Regions from separate parts of the Mus musculus genome. Here regions 1, 2, 3, 4 and 6 are each linked to region 5. A link is a contact called in public HiCAR-type, HiChIP or PLAC-seq, Micro-C, capture Hi-C and promoter capture Hi-C data. All regions are on one chromosome and are shown on one strand. The core of a region is the stretch at or near the end of the contact, and the rest is flanking DNA. Distances in the headings are between cores, read along the strand shown. Region 1 has its middle 33 kb from the start of Gm52879. Region 2 holds the start of Kcna5 (potassium voltage-gated channel, shaker-related subfamily, member 5). Region 3 overlaps Tspan9 (tetraspanin 9). Region 4 holds the start of Prmt8 (protein arginine N-methyltransferase 8). Region 5 holds the start of Ccnd2 (cyclin D2). Region 6 holds the start of Tspan9 (tetraspanin 9).

Region 1 (2,700 bases), core at 87-2,586, 980 kb before region 5:
TGCTGATTCAGGTTCCCTGTGGGAGCTGCTCGCAGACCTGGGCCATGAACAGTTTTAATTTATGCACGTTTTATCCCGTGGCTTCTCCCTGCTAGGTGACTTGTAAATCTCTTACCTTCTGTGAACCCTGAAGCGTGGTTGGTGGAGGAAGGAGTAAGGGCTTTGATGGTACATGTCTGGTGGCTTATTTCTGCCAAAAGAGTCCCTGCCTGTGAGTCCTGGCAAAGACTGTTGAGTGGCCCAAGAGCATCTTGTCCTGGCAGGTTTTGCACATTGACAGTTAGATTGTCTGCGTTTGTAATTTGTCAGCATTTAACCCCCAGGTTTTGGGTTTTTACGTGTATCCGCCATGAATTTAATGTGGTTCTGTTAAACAGTGGCTTAAATCTCATTTTAAAATATGAGGTTAACATAGGTTAATATTCATAACAGTCCTAAGAGGTAGTGTCTTACAGGAACAGTGGTTAAGGCTGAGGTTCTGCTTTTCGTGGGGTGTGGAATAGGGAACAGCCCAGGTCCTCTCTCTGCCTTGCCTTCTGCTGACCTAGGCAATTTCTTATCCACCCCTGGGACTAGCCTGCACGACTCACGGGAAGGATTGACCAAACCAAAAACCAGGAGATCTCATGTGTTTTGGGAGTGGGGTGGGCTAGCTCTGGCTGACTTGGAACTCCCTATGTAGACCAGGCTGGCCTTGAACTAACAGAGATCTAGCAGCCTCTGCTATCTGAATGTTGGGATTAAAGGTGTGTGCTCTCATTTTTAAGTGTTTTTCCTTCTTTCCTGGGCCTATATCCGTGTGGGTACCTGCTCTTAAAGACTTAGGGACAAAGGATGGTTTAACTGGGCACAGCCCCATCCCAGACCCTGTTGTCTGTGTTCCTGCTGGGCCTCACAGGCTGCACGTGGAAGGGATCTTCCCAGGGGGCCTGCGTCACCCCGGGCAGACAGACAGCTCCTGACATCATGCCTTTCCCAGCCAGGTGACTTGGGCTTCCTCTTGCACATCTGTGTTGACACCCTGAGTGAGAGACTCCATGAAGGACTTAGCAGACAGGAAGTTTGTCCTGACTGATGGGCTGCAGCCTCTGGGGCTTCGGTTTTGCCATTTCTTGTCATGCTTGTGAGAGTCTGGAATGATGTCCGACTTGGTGGAGGGGTCAGATTCTGGCTCCTGCCTTTCATTGCAGGTGACCTTTGTAAGGTCATTGCTCTCTTCAGGCTAGGGGACTGGGTCCCTCTGGTTCCCTTCCAGACCCAGGCCTTCCTAACTCCTCTCCTCTAAGGCTCTCTTTGCTGCTGGCCTAAAGGGGGGTGGAGGAGGGAGGGACGAAAGTTAATGAGTAACTTCAGCTCTGACTTCTGATGGAGGACAGGGATTGTTTAGAGAGACAGCTGCCTGTCTGAGGTGGCCTGTTCCGCAGCCTCCCTTCTGGCCTGTCCCTTCCCTTCCCTTCTCATGGACCTTATATTTGGGCTCCCCTCTGCTTTCACTGTACTGCTAATTTCTTCCTTTTTCTTTTACAATTCTGCTCTGGGAATGAGACTCAGGGTTTCACGTGTGCCAGGAAAGCTCTCTAACCAGTCACAGCCCAGCTTCTGATCAGCAGCCTTTATTTGCAGGGTGGCTGCAACAGAGGCCCTGTGGCTGCTGGCTTCAGCCTTACAGCTCTAGCTTCAGTTGGAGCCACAGCCAGCGAGGCAAGAACACCACCAGCCTCCGAGAACTTTGGCTTCTAAACCAACACAACCCAAAAAGCCAGGCGGAACTGGGCTGGGCTGTGAGAACGGGAAGAACGCGCAGGAGCGTCTTTTGGCCACATGAGCCTCACATCCTGAGAGCTCAGTTTGTACTCCAGGGCCAAATGTAGCATTTTACTTTTTCTGACCCATCCCTTGGTGAACATTGTGTGCGCTTTGACCTTGCCACACCCTTCCATCCTGTTTCCCCTCTTGCAGTGGGGTATCTGGAAGTGACTTTCTGAACCTTGTAACTGTCTCTGCTCACAGAGCCAATATTTGCTGAACCGTTTGCTCTTGTGTGTGACGCAGGTAGAGAATAGCCAGGAGACCTTGAAGGGACAGGAAGCCCCTAGATGTTTCTGGGACACCTTGACTTGTTGGGGAGACCTAACTGTCCCTGCAGGATCTCTGAAGGGCCCACGATCTCTGGGCAGTATTTTGTTTGGTTTTGGTTTGGTAACTTAGAGCAACTTTGTGCAGATTTGAAAAAAAAAAAAAATGGCGATTCTCAAGCCGGGTGTGGTGACAGGCACTTTTAATGCCTTAAATTAATGAAGAGGTAGATGGACTTCTGTGAGTTCAAGGACACTGTAGTCTAAATAGCAAGTTCCAGGCCAGCCAACGTACACAAGGAGACCTTGCTTCAAAAAAAAAAAACAAAAAAAAAAAAAAAACAAAACAGAAACAAAAACCATAGAAAGAAAATGGCCATTTCTTAGATTAAAAAGAAAACCTGAAACACACACACACCCCTTTCAGGAGCTCTGGTGGGTAAGTGGTCTGTGTTGTGAGTGCACTGTCTCCTATCATGGAGTACGTATACACATGTCGCTGGCAGCACACATGTGTATTTCCCTCTTAATGATGGAAGCATTGTAGGTTCAAGATCAGGGAGAGGCCTCCAGAGCACTGGAGCATGGGAGTGACCTTAGTCAGAGGCAAGCTCAGAGTTTGCTT
Region 2 (2,776 bases), core at 162-2,661, 620 kb after region 5:
CAATATAATCAGACACTCTGAATTACAGCAACTTTCCAGCAATGTAAAAACAAAAAACATCTGGAGGAAGCTGTATCTAGAATTGGCTGACAGACCTTGAAAAATCCTCCCCTTGGCTTTTGGAGACCACAACAGCCTCAGAGACTAAAGACAAGGGCAGAGTGTAGAGAGGGACCCTGGCATCCCAGCCTAGAACCCAATCTTTATCTTACTCATTCTTCTGCCTCCTGCAATGGAAGAAGGGCCTCAGGCCAGATGTGGGGAGGGGAGAAAGAAGCGAGCTCCCTAAACCCAGCAACTTGGGTTTGAATTGCAGCGTTGATACTTTCTAGTTCTGTGGCCTCCATATACAATGTAGTCAAGTTCTGTGGCCTCCATATACAATGTAGTCAATCTATCTGTGCCTGAGTTTCTTTGTATGTTGAAGGTAGTCCTAGTACTTACAAAGTAAGCTGATGCAAAAACACACAAGTCCAGAATGATCTGGACATACTAGCAATAAATAAGTCCCTCTGCCTCCTCTTTACACAGGTTTCTATGCAGTCGCTAGCTTAGAGCTTTCCCGTGCACAATTATTCTCCACCAGGATTTATTCTCTTTTCTCACTGTGCATTTTACAAAAAGAGGATTAGGTGAGGAGGCTGGAGGGATGGCGAAGAATGCAGAGGCAGGAGACCAGACAGCTTCTCTCTCAGTTGAGACTCCTCCTGGCTCCATACTAGCAGATCAAATCACCAATGTCTGGATGATGAAAAGCAGGCTTAAGGGGGTGCTGTGAGGTCTCAGTCTCATACCTTCCAATGGATCTGTAGATAGACTGGAAGAGTTCCAGAGTACACACACACACACACACACACACACACACACACACACACACACACAGCTCGCTGCTCCCCTGCAGTGTCATTTTTCCCAAAGAGAGAGGCTGTTAATCTATAAAGCATTGGTTTTGCAACCTGTGGTTCACAATCCTTTTGGCAAACCTCTATTTCCAATAATATTTACATTACACTTCAGTAACAAATTCCATTTATGTTATGATAACAATAGTAAAATCACAGTTATGAAGTAGCAACAAAAATAAATTTACCGTTGTGGGGTTCACCACAACATGAGGAACAGTGTTAAAGGTTGCAGCAGCATTAGCAAGGTTGAGAAGCACTGCTCTAAAAGAAAAACACCCAGAGCACTCTCTTCTCCACTCACTGGAACTCAGCTACAAGCCTTCCCCTTGCATCTAAAGCAGTTCCCACCCCCTGGAGTCCCCTTTCCGCTTTCTGTGCATTCCCAGGTGATCTGAGATCCTGAAGCTATTCTCATCCTGTTGCCCTGGGAGTTTTCAGCGCTCCTGGTACAACCTGTTCCTCGCTCCTCAGGCTCTTTTCCTCCTCCCCTTCCTGTCCTTGCTGCTGGGGCCCCAGCTGAACCCTCCAGAGAGACACTCTCTGACTCCGTCCCCAGAGGAGAAACAGGAGGGGGAGGAGGAGAGGAGGGAGCCACAGAGGGCGGAGGCCGGGGAGCTCAGCCAGAGAGGGGCTGCTGGAGGTTGCATCTGCTGGAAGGAGGTTTTTCTGCTGCCTGGTAACCAGCTGCCAGAACACTGAGAGGGAGAGAGAGAGGCAGGGAGCAGGGGCAGCAGCTTCTTGACGTCAGGACCAGCCAAGGGGATCCAGCCAGCTACCCCAGCCAGCCTAGAGCCAGCGGGGGCCCTCGGCTGAAGAGGAAACCGCGAGGCGCGGAGCGTGAGTTGGGGTGTGGGAACCGGTTGTCTGGGGGCGCAGCATGCCCCTTGCCCCCGGGCCATGGAGATCTCCCTGGTGCCCATGGAGAACGGCAGTGCCATGACCCTCAGAGGAGGAGGGGAGGCAGGGGCAAGCTGTGTGCAGAGCCCCAGGGGAGAGTGTGGGTGCCCTCCGACGGCTGGACTCAATAATCAGTCCAAAGAAACATCACCGAGGAGGCGCGCCACACACGAGGATGCGGGCCAGGGTGGGAGGCCTTTGCCCCCTATGCCTCAGGAGCTGCCACAGCCTAGAAGGCCATCTGCTGAGGATGAGGAGGGAGAAGGCGACCCTGGCCTGGGCACAGTGGAGGAGGACCAGGCTCCTCAGGACTCAGGATCACTCCATCACCAGCGGGTCCTCATAAACATCTCGGGTTTGCGCTTTGAGACGCAGCTGGGCACCCTGGCGCAGTTTCCCAACACCCTCCTGGGGGACCCAGTCAAACGCCTGCGCTACTTCGATCCCTTGAGAAATGAGTACTTCTTCGACCGCAACCGGCCTAGCTTCGATGGCATTTTGTACTACTACCAGTCTGGGGGCCGCCTGCGCAGGCCGGTCAATGTCTCCCTGGATGTGTTTGCAGATGAGATCCGCTTTTACCAGCTGGGGGACGAGGCCATGGAGCGCTTCCGGGAGGATGAAGGCTTCATCAAGGAAGAGGAGAAGCCCCTGCCCCGCAATGAGTTCCAGCGCCAGGTGTGGCTTATCTTCGAATACCCAGAAAGCTCTGGGTCAGCAAGAGCCATTGCCATCGTGTCGGTCTTGGTCATTCTCATCTCTATCATCACCTTCTGCTTGGAGACTCTGCCTGAGTTCAGGGATGAACGGGAGCTGTTACGCCACCCCCCAGTGCCGCCGCAGCCCCCAGCCCCTGCCCCAGGGGCAAATGGCAGTGGCTCTGGTGTCCTTTCCTCTGGCCCCACAGTGGCTCCGCTCCTGCCTAGGACACTGGCTGACCCATTCTTCATCGTGGAGACCACATGTGTGATCTG
Region 3 (2,700 bases), core at 109-2,608, 820 kb before region 5:
GCTGCAGGGACAACAATCCGAGGAACAATTGTGTGCCTGTCGAGTGAAGCTTTCAGTCTGGGGACTCAGACCCTGACTCTTGCTGCCAAGAACCAGCGGGAACTGGTTGGATTGGTGAAAACCGGGGAACACAGAGTCATACAAGTATGCCCTGGTATACCTTCTCCCTGACACCTGCCGAGCCCCATCTCACCTGAAGCCGGTGGCTACCAGGCTAGGCAGAGCTCTTGGCCTAGAAGGTGCCTGATTGGGAAGAAAGCGCGCTTCTGCCAGGGTGCACCAGTGTGGGAGGGGCAGCAGTAGTAATCAATGTTTATGGACTGTTGAGTGATCGCTCTCCCTATACACGGCTGGCAGGTGCTCTGTGTCATCTGGGGCTCTTTGCCGTCCCAGCCACACATCATCTTGTGGCCCTTCTGGGAGCCGATCCTCAAGCTTTTTGCTTTCGGGGCACGGGCACCCTTGGGGGCAGGTGTGACACCCCCACCCATCTTAGTGCCACATGGGACACTACAGCCCATTTCAACAGGTGGAGAGACACTAGCTTCTGAGAAAGCTGATGGGCCTGGGAAGGGTGTGCATCAGGGGAGCCTCCCTGAGCAGGCGCCCTTTCCTCCTGGGGGTAGTGAGCCTGTCTTTAAGGGCTGTGTTGGAACAACACAGGGTAGGTGGCAAACAGTCCTTGCCCTTTGCTCTCTAGGACCGGCATCTTCCTGCACCCTTCAGTGAAGCCCAGGACAGATCCAGATTGAATCTGCTCACCCTTGAACCCTACCAACCCCATGTAGAGAGCAAGGCACTGATTCCATATGCCAAAGCCAGACCCCAGCGTCCCATCAGATGAGTCATACTCCAACAAAGGCACCAGGACCCTCCCAGAGACAAGAGGACAGCAAGCCCCGAGTGCCACCGCACACACACACACACACACCAAGCACAGTATTCTTAGTGTCTGTACAGAACTAGCCCATGCTGGAATCATCAAAATGTAACTGGGTTGTAGGTTGCAGGTGCCTTATGCAATGTTTATTTGGAGGAAAATTAGGCTTAGAAATATGGGTGTGATCTCCCTGTCACCCCTGAGCTGGGGACTGTGGAGTGGAGCTGTGAAGAAATTGGAGCTTGTGAGGAGAACAACATCCAGTGAAGAATGGCCAAGGAGTGGTCCTATTCAGTTTGAAATTCTGCACACACTCAACAGGCAGCCAAGCTGCCGAGGCCACCAGTCAAACCAATGGCGCTTACAACGGGCTGTGCCCATGCGAGAAGTGCAGAGCTCAGCTCCGAGGGTGGGAGGGGAGCAGTGCCCGTTCCCTCCAGCTAGAGTGACTTTCACTGTGAGACAGATGAGCAGCAGAGGGTGACTCAGAGGTGAAGGATGTAAAAGCCCTTTCCTAGGCCAGGAGACTTGGGAGAGAGCGTTGCTAAGTACACATGCTCAAATATTTAAAGGCCTGTCACACTCGTTCCTGGTGAGCCTCTCGGAAATGAGGACTGATGCATGTTAGCCACAGGGAAGTGGGATCTACAGTTAATAGACTCCTTCCCTGGAGTTATATGGAGGGAACTGGAATGCAGACTGCAGGCAAATGCTCAGATCAGATGTAGGGGGGCGCTTCATGGCTGCCTCCCCTCTGGCCCTAGCAAATCTCTGCAGCCACCATCCTCCTGCTGGCTGGGTGACTTTGGCAGAAGACTCTGCCTTTGTCCTTTCTTTTCCATGGGTATGGAGTTGGAAACGTGCTCCCCGGCTCCCCTCCTCACCAGCCAGCAGCCCGTCTGCCTCTCTTTATGGCTATGAGAATGAATGAGCTGCAGAGAAAGAGGGCCGCTTGCAATACAAAGTAGTAGCCCCTCTCCCACCCTGGTGAGTGGAGCGAATCCTCTCTGCTCCCCACTGCAAAGTTCTTAGCAGGTTGTCCTCTTTCAGGGCCAGGCAGGGCTCTTAAAAGGAGCCAGTGTGTCAGGTGGTGCAATTAAAATTGTCAGGATTGTCTCTCTTTTTTGCCTTATCTGCTAATTTATTAACTGCCATTATGTCTTGGGCACTGGGAGCCCTCGTGTTCCCATGTCTCCTGCTGTCCAAGAGGGGTTTCAGAGGCCCGGGGATGGTGTAGCGCTGCTGCTGGAATCTACACTCAGAGACCATGTCTGCAGCAGCTCTCTTCAGGTATAGGAGGTAGTGAGGCTGAAAAGGCCAGTGGTGTGCAGGGCTGTGTGCTAGGCTGGGAACACCATGTTAGGAGTTCCTGACGGGGTACTGGGGCTTCCAGGAGTGGAGAGGCCAGGGTTTAGAGGGAGCTTCTTTCTTGAGTGGGAATGTGGATGTGCATGTGCCCCCGTTCCTGAGCTCGCCCACCCACTCAACCCCCTACCCACCCACCTACCCACCAGTCGCTGAAGAAACATTCAGTGTTCCAAGTATTTTCTGGGTCCGGTGGTGGAAGGACAATGGAAGAGCACGAGTCTGATCCTCAAAAGGAGCTGTTTTTTTTTTTTTTTTTTTTTTTTTTTACGACAGAAGCCTTGGGAGGGGGCTAGCATGAACTCATGACCACGCCCTGGATCAGTCCACTCTGGGAGGGCCCATCTTTCCCCTTGTGAAGGGCTGGGTGGGTGGAGGTGATATGGAGTCTGACTAGATGGGGATAGAGTACCCAGACATGGGTGAATTTGGAGCAGCCGTGGCCCTGGAGAAAT
Region 4 (2,756 bases), core at 42-2,541, 620 kb before region 5:
TATTTTCTTTAATCCTTCTCATCTCCCTCCTCTTCCCGTTTTTTACTCCTCACCTCTGCTCACGGCCATGTCTCTTCTCTTTGCCTGAGGATCTTGGTCTGATAGAAGTATCTATCACCGTGAGCCGAGCTGGGTTTTGGCCCTTTTCCTCAATGAACCTGGGTTAGTTGAGGACAGTCACTCTTACACTTCTTGGCTATCAAAGGCTATGATCAGACTAAACAGGGCGATTGGTTTAAATAACTCAACTAAGGACTGAGATGAAGCGGGAAGAAAGCTCCTGGCACATCTGTGCGGTCCCTGACCTTGACCTGTGGGCCAGAAAGCCTGAAGGTTCAGCTTTCCCGGAGATAGCCAGCTACAGAGTCCTGAGTATGGCCTCCCTCCCCCATTGTTCTATCCCTCAATGCCTGACAGATGGCCCGAAAGAGAGAAAAAAAGCTCTCAAAGTGAAGACAGGAATGCATTGTATAAAAATTCACACCCCCCGCTGCCGCCCAAACTCTCCCTTAAAAAAGGATCGAGAGAATCCTAATGGGTACGTGACATCCTCACGGCTCTCTCCCATAAAAGGGACGTCAGGAGAGGGTGAAGGTGGGGGAGGGGCTGTAGGGGAGGGGGAGAGATGTGTGTCCCCCCGGGAGTGGGGGCTGACAGGCTAGACAGGGGTAGGGGAGCTAGACCGCGGACCCTTTTATTGATTTGTTCCTGGTTGTTTTCCCAAGCCACCTCAGGCAGCCACCTTCACTTCAACCCGGTCCTCCTGAGAGGGGTTTGAAGGCCTTCTGGTCTTGGGTCCTGAGGGTGAAGAAAAGCTAGATAGAGAGGACCTAGAGTTGAAGGAGTTGAGGACTTCCCCCTCCCATCCAGACACCCACCCTGTTCATGCCCCAAACAGTAATCCGCGCAGGAAGGATCCAGGAATCGACCGGGTGGGGGGGCTGGGGAGGGGTGAGGGGCGTAGACATTTGGTAACCGTGGCTGAGTCTTGTCCGGTGCTTGCCCTCGTTAGAAGGACTTGCACTGGGCTGAGACCCTCCAGCAGCCTCGTGGACGCCTGCTTCCCGGAGCCTGGCGCGCGGCCCCGCAGCGTGCGCGCAGCCCTAGCCCCCGCGCCAGGTGTGCGCCGCGCCAGGAGCGCAGCGGAGCGCAGGCGGCCCCCAGACCCCGCGGTCCCGGGCACGGGGGCGGGCTGGGGGTCTCCGCCGTCAGCGCCCCGCCACCCGCTCGCTCCCGCGCACCTCCCACCCCGCCCCCACTCACCGGCTCAGCCCCCGGGAGCGCCGAGCAGGACGCGTGTTGCTTCGCCCAGCGATCGGCAGAAGTTGGGAGAGTTGCCGTCCGCCTCCCGCCTGCCGGACTTCGGAGCCGCTGCCTCTGCCGGCGAGCCCGCGGGGCCGCCTCCCTCCCTCCCGCCCAGCCCGCCGCGCAGGGGAGAGGGGCGCGGAGGGGGTCGTGAGCGCGACCAGAACTTGCAAGTGTGCGAAGGGATGCGAGGCAGATGAAGAGCGAGGAAACGTGAACAAAGTGGCGACCGCAGGAGGGACTCCACAGAGCTCGATTGTCGCGGAGGACGCTCCGGGAGAGGGGCTGGCTGGGATTTTTTCCCCCCTCCTCTTGCATTCTTAGGCTCTCTTTTAAAGCCACATCAGCCGTCTCTCGTTCTTTACTATCTCGAATCCCCAAACCCTTGTTGGCTCTTATGGGCATGAAACACTCCTCCCGCTGCCTGCTCCTCCGGAGGAAAATGGCGGAGAATGCAGTCGAAAGCACCGAGGTAAGGAGGCGACCGGGCCGGGGTTTTCAGCGACCCTGCCTCCCACTGGGACCCCTGTGTGCCGCCGCTGCTTGCTGCCACCACCAACGCCGTGGTGCCAAACTTTCCCCATCCCGCTTGTCCCTGCCGAGAGAGAGAGAGAGAGAGAGAGAGAGAGAGAGAGAGAGAGAGAGAGAGAGAGAAGTGTAGGAGTGTGTGTGGGGGGCGACGGTGCACGTCTCAGTTCCTTTCCCCCTTGAAAATCTAAATTTTCAGCCCCATCACCCTCTCCTGCCACCCTCTGCTCCCTTCCTGTTCCCCTAAGTCCCAAACCTTGGGCAGCCCGGCTCCCCTGCCCCTGTGCACAGGATTCCGATAGTGATCCCGGATCCCGGCTTTACGAAGAGCTGGAGTGGGTTATATTAGGGCCAGGTTTGCTCCCTGCAGTGCACCGATTATCTCCCACCGCTACCTGGGCTTTACCCTTCAAGCTCGAGGTGGTCCCCAAGCTATGGGTCCCTGCAACACCGCGGAGAGCTCCCGGCCTTAGGGGGCCGACCTGGTGGCAGTACTAAGCACCTGCACCTGACCTCCCCCGCAGTCCCCAGTCCACAGCTGGGCCGGAGGTCTGCAGTCCTAGGGTGCTTAAGGCGCCGAGGGAGAGCGGAACCCTGGGAGGGCGCACCGACCGCGGCCCCATTCAGCACCAGGGACAGCGCCCGCGCCTGCCGCAGCTTAGCCCGCACAAGCAGCGGGGGTTGTGCGCCCTGGGCTGCAGCGCGAAACCGGTCTGCGGCCACTTGTCCCGCAGCAGCTTTTAAGGAGGCCGCTCTAGCTCCGCAAATGATACTCTTGCCCTCCGTCTTCGGCAGTCCTTACGGCCGCCCCGTATCTGCCCTTTCTCTACTCCGGAGTTGGCCTTGAGCTGCAGAGAGCCCAGCGGGTCTTTGCGTCCCGAGCAAGTGTGTTCTTTCGCCTCGCTCTGACCCAGCTGTCATCA
Region 5 (2,700 bases), core at 16-2,515:
ACTCAGTGCCCCCCCCCGTGTGCCCAGAGAGGTGCAACCCACGCCATGCTATCTGCACGTGCCAGCGTGGCCACCATGCGGGGGCCAGTGGTTCCTCGCCCCTTCCTCCCTCCTTTAATATAGTTAAAGGCAGGGTGGGAGCAGGAAGGAGGTGAGGAAACGCCAACGTGTCCCCCTCTACCAACAGCCTTGACCACAGGATGCTTTAGAGCACATGTCAGAGCCGACCCCAAAATCCTGGCGGAAGGATGAGGCGCGAGACCCCACGGGGTCGGGGATTGAGGGGTGCAGGACTCAGGAGCCCCCGGGGAAAGGAAGGGTGGCCTTGCTGGCGCAGGGAGAGCCAAACCTAAACCCTCCCTCTCCCCCTCCCTGGCCCCTCCCGAGCCATTTCCTAGAAAGCTGTATCAATGTGGCCACGCTCCGCGCAGACACCTAGGGCGGCTTGTCAGCAGATGCAGGGGCGAGGAAGCGGGTTTTTCCTGCGTGGCCGAGGCCCGCGGAGGAACCGCTGCTAGCCCTGCCCCCGGTCTGGGGCCGCTCTGAGAGGCTGGCCGCGTTGCCCAATGGCGCCCCCAAGAACAGAAAGGTTTCTGCAGGAGGGTCATATTCTACTAGGCTTAAGAAGCACCCCTTTCTCCAACATCCACCCCTTCCTCCTCTTCCTCTCCACGCACGTGGCTCGGGGCGGACAACAGCTTGAAAGTTATCAGGAGTCTAAGCTTGAGGGGCATAACCTTTATCCCTGGTTTGGCGAGGTTGCAATTTTCTCAAATAAGCCTTTCCTTGTTCCTCATTTAGGGGTCTACTTCTAAGTTATCTGAACTCATCCACATGGTAAATCTATCTACCTGAATCTTGAATAATGGGCTGTTTTTCTGATCACATTGCAAGCCTCCGAAGTTAGAGAGCACACACGTACACACCCTTTATGCCCCCATGGTATGCCTACAGAATGTCAGAAAGGATAATCAATAGGAATCCATGGGGTTTGTGGGTTCCCCTATCCGAGGCCCCTAGCATGCGGGGCTGGATGGGGAGAGGGCCTCGGAGAAGTAGGGAGAGGGGTTGGGGGTGGGGAGCGGGGATCGTGTTTGAAGTTTGGTCAGGCCAGCTGCTGTGCTCCTTAATAACAAGAGGGAAGGGGGGGGGGAGAGGGAGGGAAAGATTGAAAGGAGGGGAGGGACGCTAGAGGAGGGGAGGAAAGGGGGAGGAGGAACCTGAGAGGGGGAGGAGATCTAACTGCCCTTCCAGCTTGCGTCACTGCCTGAGCGAGAGAGGAGAGCGAGCTGAGGAGAGCCGGGCAGTTCGGAGGGAAGGACCGGTGCGAGTCAGGCGGCCCTTGAGGCTCCGCTCGCCCACCTTCCACTCTTCTCTCTCTCTCTCCCTCTCTCTCTTTGCCATTTCTTTCCTCTCCCAAATCTCCCATTCAGCCAAAGGAAGGAGGTAAGGGAAGCACTCCCCGACCCCCCCGCACCTCCAAAAAATAATAATAATAAAAAAAATTTACAGTCGGGACCGAGTGGTGGCCGGCTGGCTATGGAGCTGCTGTGCTGCGAGGTGGACCCGGTCCGCAGGGCCGTGCCGGACCGCAACCTGCTGGAAGACCGCGTTCTGCAGAACCTGTTGACCATCGAGGAGCGCTACCTCCCGCAGTGTTCCTATTTCAAGTGCGTGCAGAAGGACATCCAACCGTACATGCGCAGGATGGTGGCCACCTGGATGCTAGAGGTAGGTGTGCGGGCGACGCTCTCAGGGAGAGGCAAGCCCAGCCGCTCCATCCCTACCTCCAACACGCAGAGATCCTAAAAACTGCGGGAGAACTACCCCTGCGCTGGCCTCCCCCGCTCGTGCGCGAGGTAGCCCCGCACCCTTGGGCGAGACGCTAATTCTGTCCCTTGCTAGATTAACTAGTGGAGGAAAACTTGGGTGAGTGAGGATGTCCTCCCCCCCCCGGGGGGTTGGCATCCCGCGCGTGTGCCTGCATGTGGCTTCCTCGTCTTCCCATCTCCATTTCTGACCTGTGGTGTGGAAGCAACCCCGGCTGCCTTCAGTGAGGCCCCAGAGGGTGTTGCGACCTAACAATCCATACCAACATATAAAGAGCCCCCCCCCGCCCCCGACTCTCAGGGTTGGGGCAAACCGTCTGAGCCTTAGGACTCCGCGTTGGCACTTTGGCAGGAGGTGGGGGTGGGGGAGAAACAGGGAATTCAGGAGAGCCCCGGAAGTCATACTGAAAAAAACGTGCGTTTAGGGCAATCTGAAAGAACCGCTGCTTTAGCCTTGCTTGCAATCTTTGCCGAGAGAGCAGGGTGCCCACGTATGCACAGCTCTGGACCTGCCGTGGTTTCGCCATGTTGCTTTGCAAACTCCATTTACAAGGACTGGCAACATTCGCCGGCGCCCCCACCCCCTCTCAGCACCCCATGATCCTGGGCACCCTCTTTCTGATCGTGCCCTCTTCCCCAGCCCTCGGTTCACCAAGGTTACTTACAGTTTGGCTGCTTCTTGAGCGCGCAGATTTGGGTGGGGTAGGAAGCGGGGGAGGAGGTGTGTAGAGCAGGCTAGGGGGCACCCCCAAATGAGAGGTCAGAGTCCCGCATGCCTCCTGGAGGGGGGTTCCCTGGTTTCGTCTCACCCAACCCCCAGCAGGCACAGCCTTCCTAGCTACTGCCCTTGTGGGCCGCAGCCGAACACTCC
Region 6 (2,700 bases), core at 142-2,641, 880 kb before region 5:
AGTCAAAACAGATCTCAGAGTTATCACCTCTAGGGTGGTGGTGGGGCAAAGTGAAGGTGAATTCCCCCTAGTTGGAATCACTGCCCCCACCCCCCACCCCTCGGGGCATAGCCACAACCATCTGAGTCTATCTGTGCCTCCAGTAACTTCCTGTCCTAACTAGATTTTGTGCTGCCCAAAGGGCAGGCAGTAGTACTATGGTGTTTCCTCAAGGGCTCCCCCTTGGGGCTCAGGATAGAGGGTTGGGGGTTGCAGAGTAGACTCCATCTAGCCGTCCCTATGGAGTACCTTCCAGAGGCTGAGCTCCTTGTTAGCTGCTGGGAGCCTGGTAAAACTTAGCTCCCACACTGACTCACTGCACAAAGGAGAGACTCAGTGTCTAACCCCCGCACCCCCACCCCACTCAGTCTTCTAGTTTTTATCATTTGCAAACCGTGGTGGCCCCAGGTCAGCAATGCAGACTTCTGCATATAAGCCCAGAGGAGGCTGTCTTCATTGCAGCGCTTCACAAGAGGATGAAGGGCTGTTTTTGGATGTTCCTCTGGCAGGCACATACCTCCTGTCTTTTCTCTGACCTCGGCTCCGAGAGGACTCGGGTGTGACCAAAAAAGCATTGCTACCTTGCTCTTCTGCTGGCAAAAAGCAGTGCCCCACTTGAGCCGCCTGCCCCTTGCAGCCCGCCGTCCCACTCGGGAACGCGGAGGCGGGGGCTTGCGCAGCTGCAGGAGTCTCTCGGAGCCGCGCGTGCGTGTGCGCGTGGAGGGGGCAGGGAGGGCGGCGCGCCCCGCGGAGGCCTGAGGGCGCTTTCCTACACCTTGCGTCTCTGCTGCGGCCCCTCTACCAGTGCGCAGTAGCCATTCTCACGTGTGCAAAAGCGTGGTGTGTGTGTGTGTGTGTGTGTGTGTGTGTGTGTGTGTGTGTGTGTGTGTGTGTGTGTGTGTGTGTGTAAAGGTACTGCTTGGGACCATGTGCCCCAGGCTAGACAGGCCCGACGTTCCTAGGGGGCGGAGGCCAGCCTAGTAGTGGCCACCGTTTCTTTCCCTTCCAGCCTTTCCCCCCAGACCTATCCTCTGGCTTCCTAGGGTTCTTGGTGTCTCCAGTTCTCCCCCTCCTCTAGTCGCGGCCCTTGCTGGGGCAAGAAACCAGTGCTTTCCCATGGAGGTGTTAGTTCATTCCTAGCCACTGAGCGAGCCCTTGACATTTAGAAGGGTTCTGGGCACACTAGTTTAGGCACACAAGCAGACCGCTAATCCTATTAAAGATATTGTGTCATTGGGGAGGGGGGTAGCTCCCCTACCGGAGCCAGGCAGACCTTGAGCCCATTGGTCGGATGCAAAGCAGGGGGCGGGGCCCAGAGCCCGGGGAAGGGGCTCTAGGCGATTTCAGAGTCGAGAGTCAGGGCTGGAATTTCGCAGGGCAAGCCCAGCGGTTGCAGCTGCAGCGGATCCGAGGCTCTCTGCCCGCGGCGCACCCGGGCAGCCCAGGGCCGGCAGCGGCTCCGCAAAGTCGCGGAGCAAGGGAGGCCGAGCGCCCGCAAAGTGGTGGGGCTCCGGGTTGGAAGAGGCGTGCCTGCGGAGCTTGGATCCCAGCGCCCTTTCGCCTCGAGTGCTGCGTCCGGTCGGTGGTGCAGCCGCCCGGGAAAGAGCAGTCAAATTGCAGCCTCCCTAAAGAAGCCTAGTTACGCAGGCGAGCCGGCTCCCCAAGCGTGCTTATAACAGTGCCGCAGAGCCCTCCCGGGCCAGCGGGCTAAGGCTGGGAGCGGGGCGCCGTCCCAGAGGCAGTGAACCCCCGGCAGTTGGTTGCTCCGCTATTGCTCGCGGGTGCAGAGAGGGGGCGTGCGAAGCTCCAACAGCCAGCTTGCTCAGAACCCGTGCCCGACCGGGGTGCCCCCTCCGTCCCACTCTGGGAGCAATGCCCCCCGCCCCTCGTGCCCCCCGGGAACGAGGCGAGCATGGAGAAGTCGAGTAGCGAGGATTCTTCGATCCACCGGAGTCCATCTTTGGACAGCAAGGACTCGGACTTTGCCAAGCCGTCCACCTCTGGCCGCCCGTTCGGCCGCGGCTTCACGGCTGGCGCCTTCTACGGCACCGCGGGTTCGCGGGGTCAGAGCCGCACGGAGGCCGGCATTAAGACTGACAAGTACAATGCACCCAAAGGCAGCAAGTACGTGGTGTTTTACCTGGACCTGTCCTTTGTGTTCCTCCTAGAATTTAAGAAGTGCAACATGGCCAGGGGCTGTCTCTGCTGCTTGAAGTACACGATGTTCCTCTTCAATTTGATATTCTGGGTAAGTCCTTACTGTTGAGTCTTCCGTTGCTCCTTCTCCTTGCTTTCCACCCTAGGAATATCTTCTACTTCCTCCTCGCTCTACCTTATCTGCCCAAAGGTAAGTGCTTTTAAAAATTGAAGGCACCCTCCCACTCCCTGCATCTTTCTGTTCCCTTTTCCCTCTTCTCCATGGCTGAATGGAGGCTTCAACTTGTCAGTCTTCCAGGAGAGACACGTTCTGCTCCCAGGAAGCTGGAAAGTTTGCCACTGCTTCCTTCTCCCAAAAAAAAGGCACACTGAAGTACCTGCACCAGGGAACCTGCATCATGGGTGTGGGTCAGACGGCACAGCTGTGCCCCTGGGTTGGTGGGGGGCCGTGAGGATGGTTTCTGAGTTTCTTCTATTGCTCCTGGAGGCAGGAGGCCAGTCTGT

Evidence for each region. Promoter capture Hi-C pulls out the DNA fragments that hold promoters and counts their contacts. A called contact is a pair of places that touch in the nucleus more often than the background predicts. HiCAR-type assays count read pairs that join an accessible place to other places. HiChIP or PLAC-seq counts read pairs in DNA pulled down with a chosen protein or histone mark. Capture Hi-C pulls out chosen DNA fragments and counts their contacts.
Region 1: a contact with region 5 is called in a HiCAR-type map of astrocytes, with 2.3 times the contacts expected there. The contact joins the enhancer-like site here to the promoter of Ccnd2 in region 5. A contact is called at or near these places in 1 of 39 promoter capture datasets (the 3T3-L1 cell line), 4 of 484 Hi-C or Micro-C datasets (all in embryonic stem cells), 4 of 115 datasets of contacts at active chromatin or transcription factors (astrocytes, embryonic forebrain, pancreatic cancer cells and 1 more) and 1 of 9 other capture datasets (adipose tissue).
Region 2: a contact with region 5 is called in a promoter capture Hi-C map of embryonic stem cells, with 23 read pairs. The contact joins the promoter of Kcna5 here to the promoter of Ccnd2 in region 5. A contact is called at or near these places in 1 of 39 promoter capture datasets (embryonic stem cells), 2 of 484 Hi-C or Micro-C datasets (both in embryonic stem cells) and 1 of 115 datasets of contacts at active chromatin or transcription factors (embryonic stem cells).
Region 3: a contact with region 5 is called in a FOXA1 HiChIP or PLAC-seq map of pancreatic cancer cells. The contact joins the enhancer-like site here to the promoter of Ccnd2 in region 5. A contact is called at or near these places in 1 of 39 promoter capture datasets (liver), 4 of 115 datasets of contacts at active chromatin or transcription factors (astrocytes, embryonic forebrain, forebrain and 1 more) and 1 of 9 other capture datasets (embryonic stem cells).
Region 4: a contact with region 5 is called in a Micro-C map of embryonic stem cells, with 6 times the contacts expected there. The contact joins the promoter of Prmt8 here to the promoter of Ccnd2 in region 5. A contact is called at or near these places in 5 of 39 promoter capture datasets (embryonic stem cells, liver and stem cell-derived epiblast-like cells), 17 of 484 Hi-C or Micro-C datasets (cortical neurons, differentiating embryonic stem cells, embryonic stem cells and 1 more) and 4 of 115 datasets of contacts at active chromatin or transcription factors (all in embryonic stem cells).
Region 6: a contact with region 5 is called in a capture Hi-C map of embryonic stem cells, with 2.4 times the contacts expected there. The contact joins the promoter of Tspan9 here to the promoter of Ccnd2 in region 5. A contact is called at or near these places in 1 of 115 datasets of contacts at active chromatin or transcription factors (embryonic stem cells) and 1 of 9 other capture datasets (embryonic stem cells).

What each region holds. Positions count from the first base shown.
Region 1 is chr6:128,133,012-128,135,711 of GRCm38.p6, reverse strand. It overlaps a transcript of Tspan9 not described here. Among named protein-coding and RNA genes, the nearest start is that of Gm52879, 33 kb to the right of the region's middle. Within about 2 kb of position 1,336, at least 76 of the 459 cell types and tissues checked have an H3K27ac peak or open chromatin away from gene starts, as enhancers often do. A contact at or near this core is called in astrocytes and embryonic stem cells, where this site is marked.
Region 2 is chr6:126,534,190-126,536,965 of GRCm38.p6, reverse strand. It overlaps Kcna5 (potassium voltage-gated channel, shaker-related subfamily, member 5), which reads left to right and starts at 1,411. Exons shown (of 1, transcript NM_145983.2): 1 at 1,411-2,776. The coding sequence starts at 1,803.
Region 3 is chr6:127,972,854-127,975,553 of GRCm38.p6, reverse strand. All of the region lies in intron 1 of Tspan9 (tetraspanin 9), which reads left to right. Among named protein-coding and RNA genes, the nearest start is that of Gm15870, 29 kb to the right of the region's middle. Within about 2 kb of position 1,358, at least 47 of the 459 cell types and tissues checked have an H3K27ac peak or open chromatin away from gene starts, as enhancers often do. A contact at or near this core is called in astrocytes and pancreatic cancer cells, where this site is marked.
Region 4 is chr6:127,767,694-127,770,449 of GRCm38.p6, reverse strand. It overlaps Prmt8 (protein arginine N-methyltransferase 8), which reads left to right and starts at 1,291. Exons shown (of 10, transcript NM_201371.2): 1 at 1,291-1,777. The coding sequence starts at 1,703.
Region 5 is chr6:127,149,613-127,152,312 of GRCm38.p6, reverse strand. Ccnd2 (cyclin D2) reads left to right here and starts at 1,265. Exons shown (of 5, transcript NM_009829.3): 1 at 1,265-1,731. The coding sequence starts at 1,540. The region is part of intron 1 of 9330179D12Rik (RIKEN cDNA 9330179D12 gene); the gene reads right to left.
Region 6 is chr6:128,033,753-128,036,452 of GRCm38.p6, reverse strand. Tspan9 (tetraspanin 9) reads left to right here and starts at 1,391. Exons shown (of 7, transcript NM_001379136.1): 1 at 1,391-2,287. The coding sequence starts at 1,952.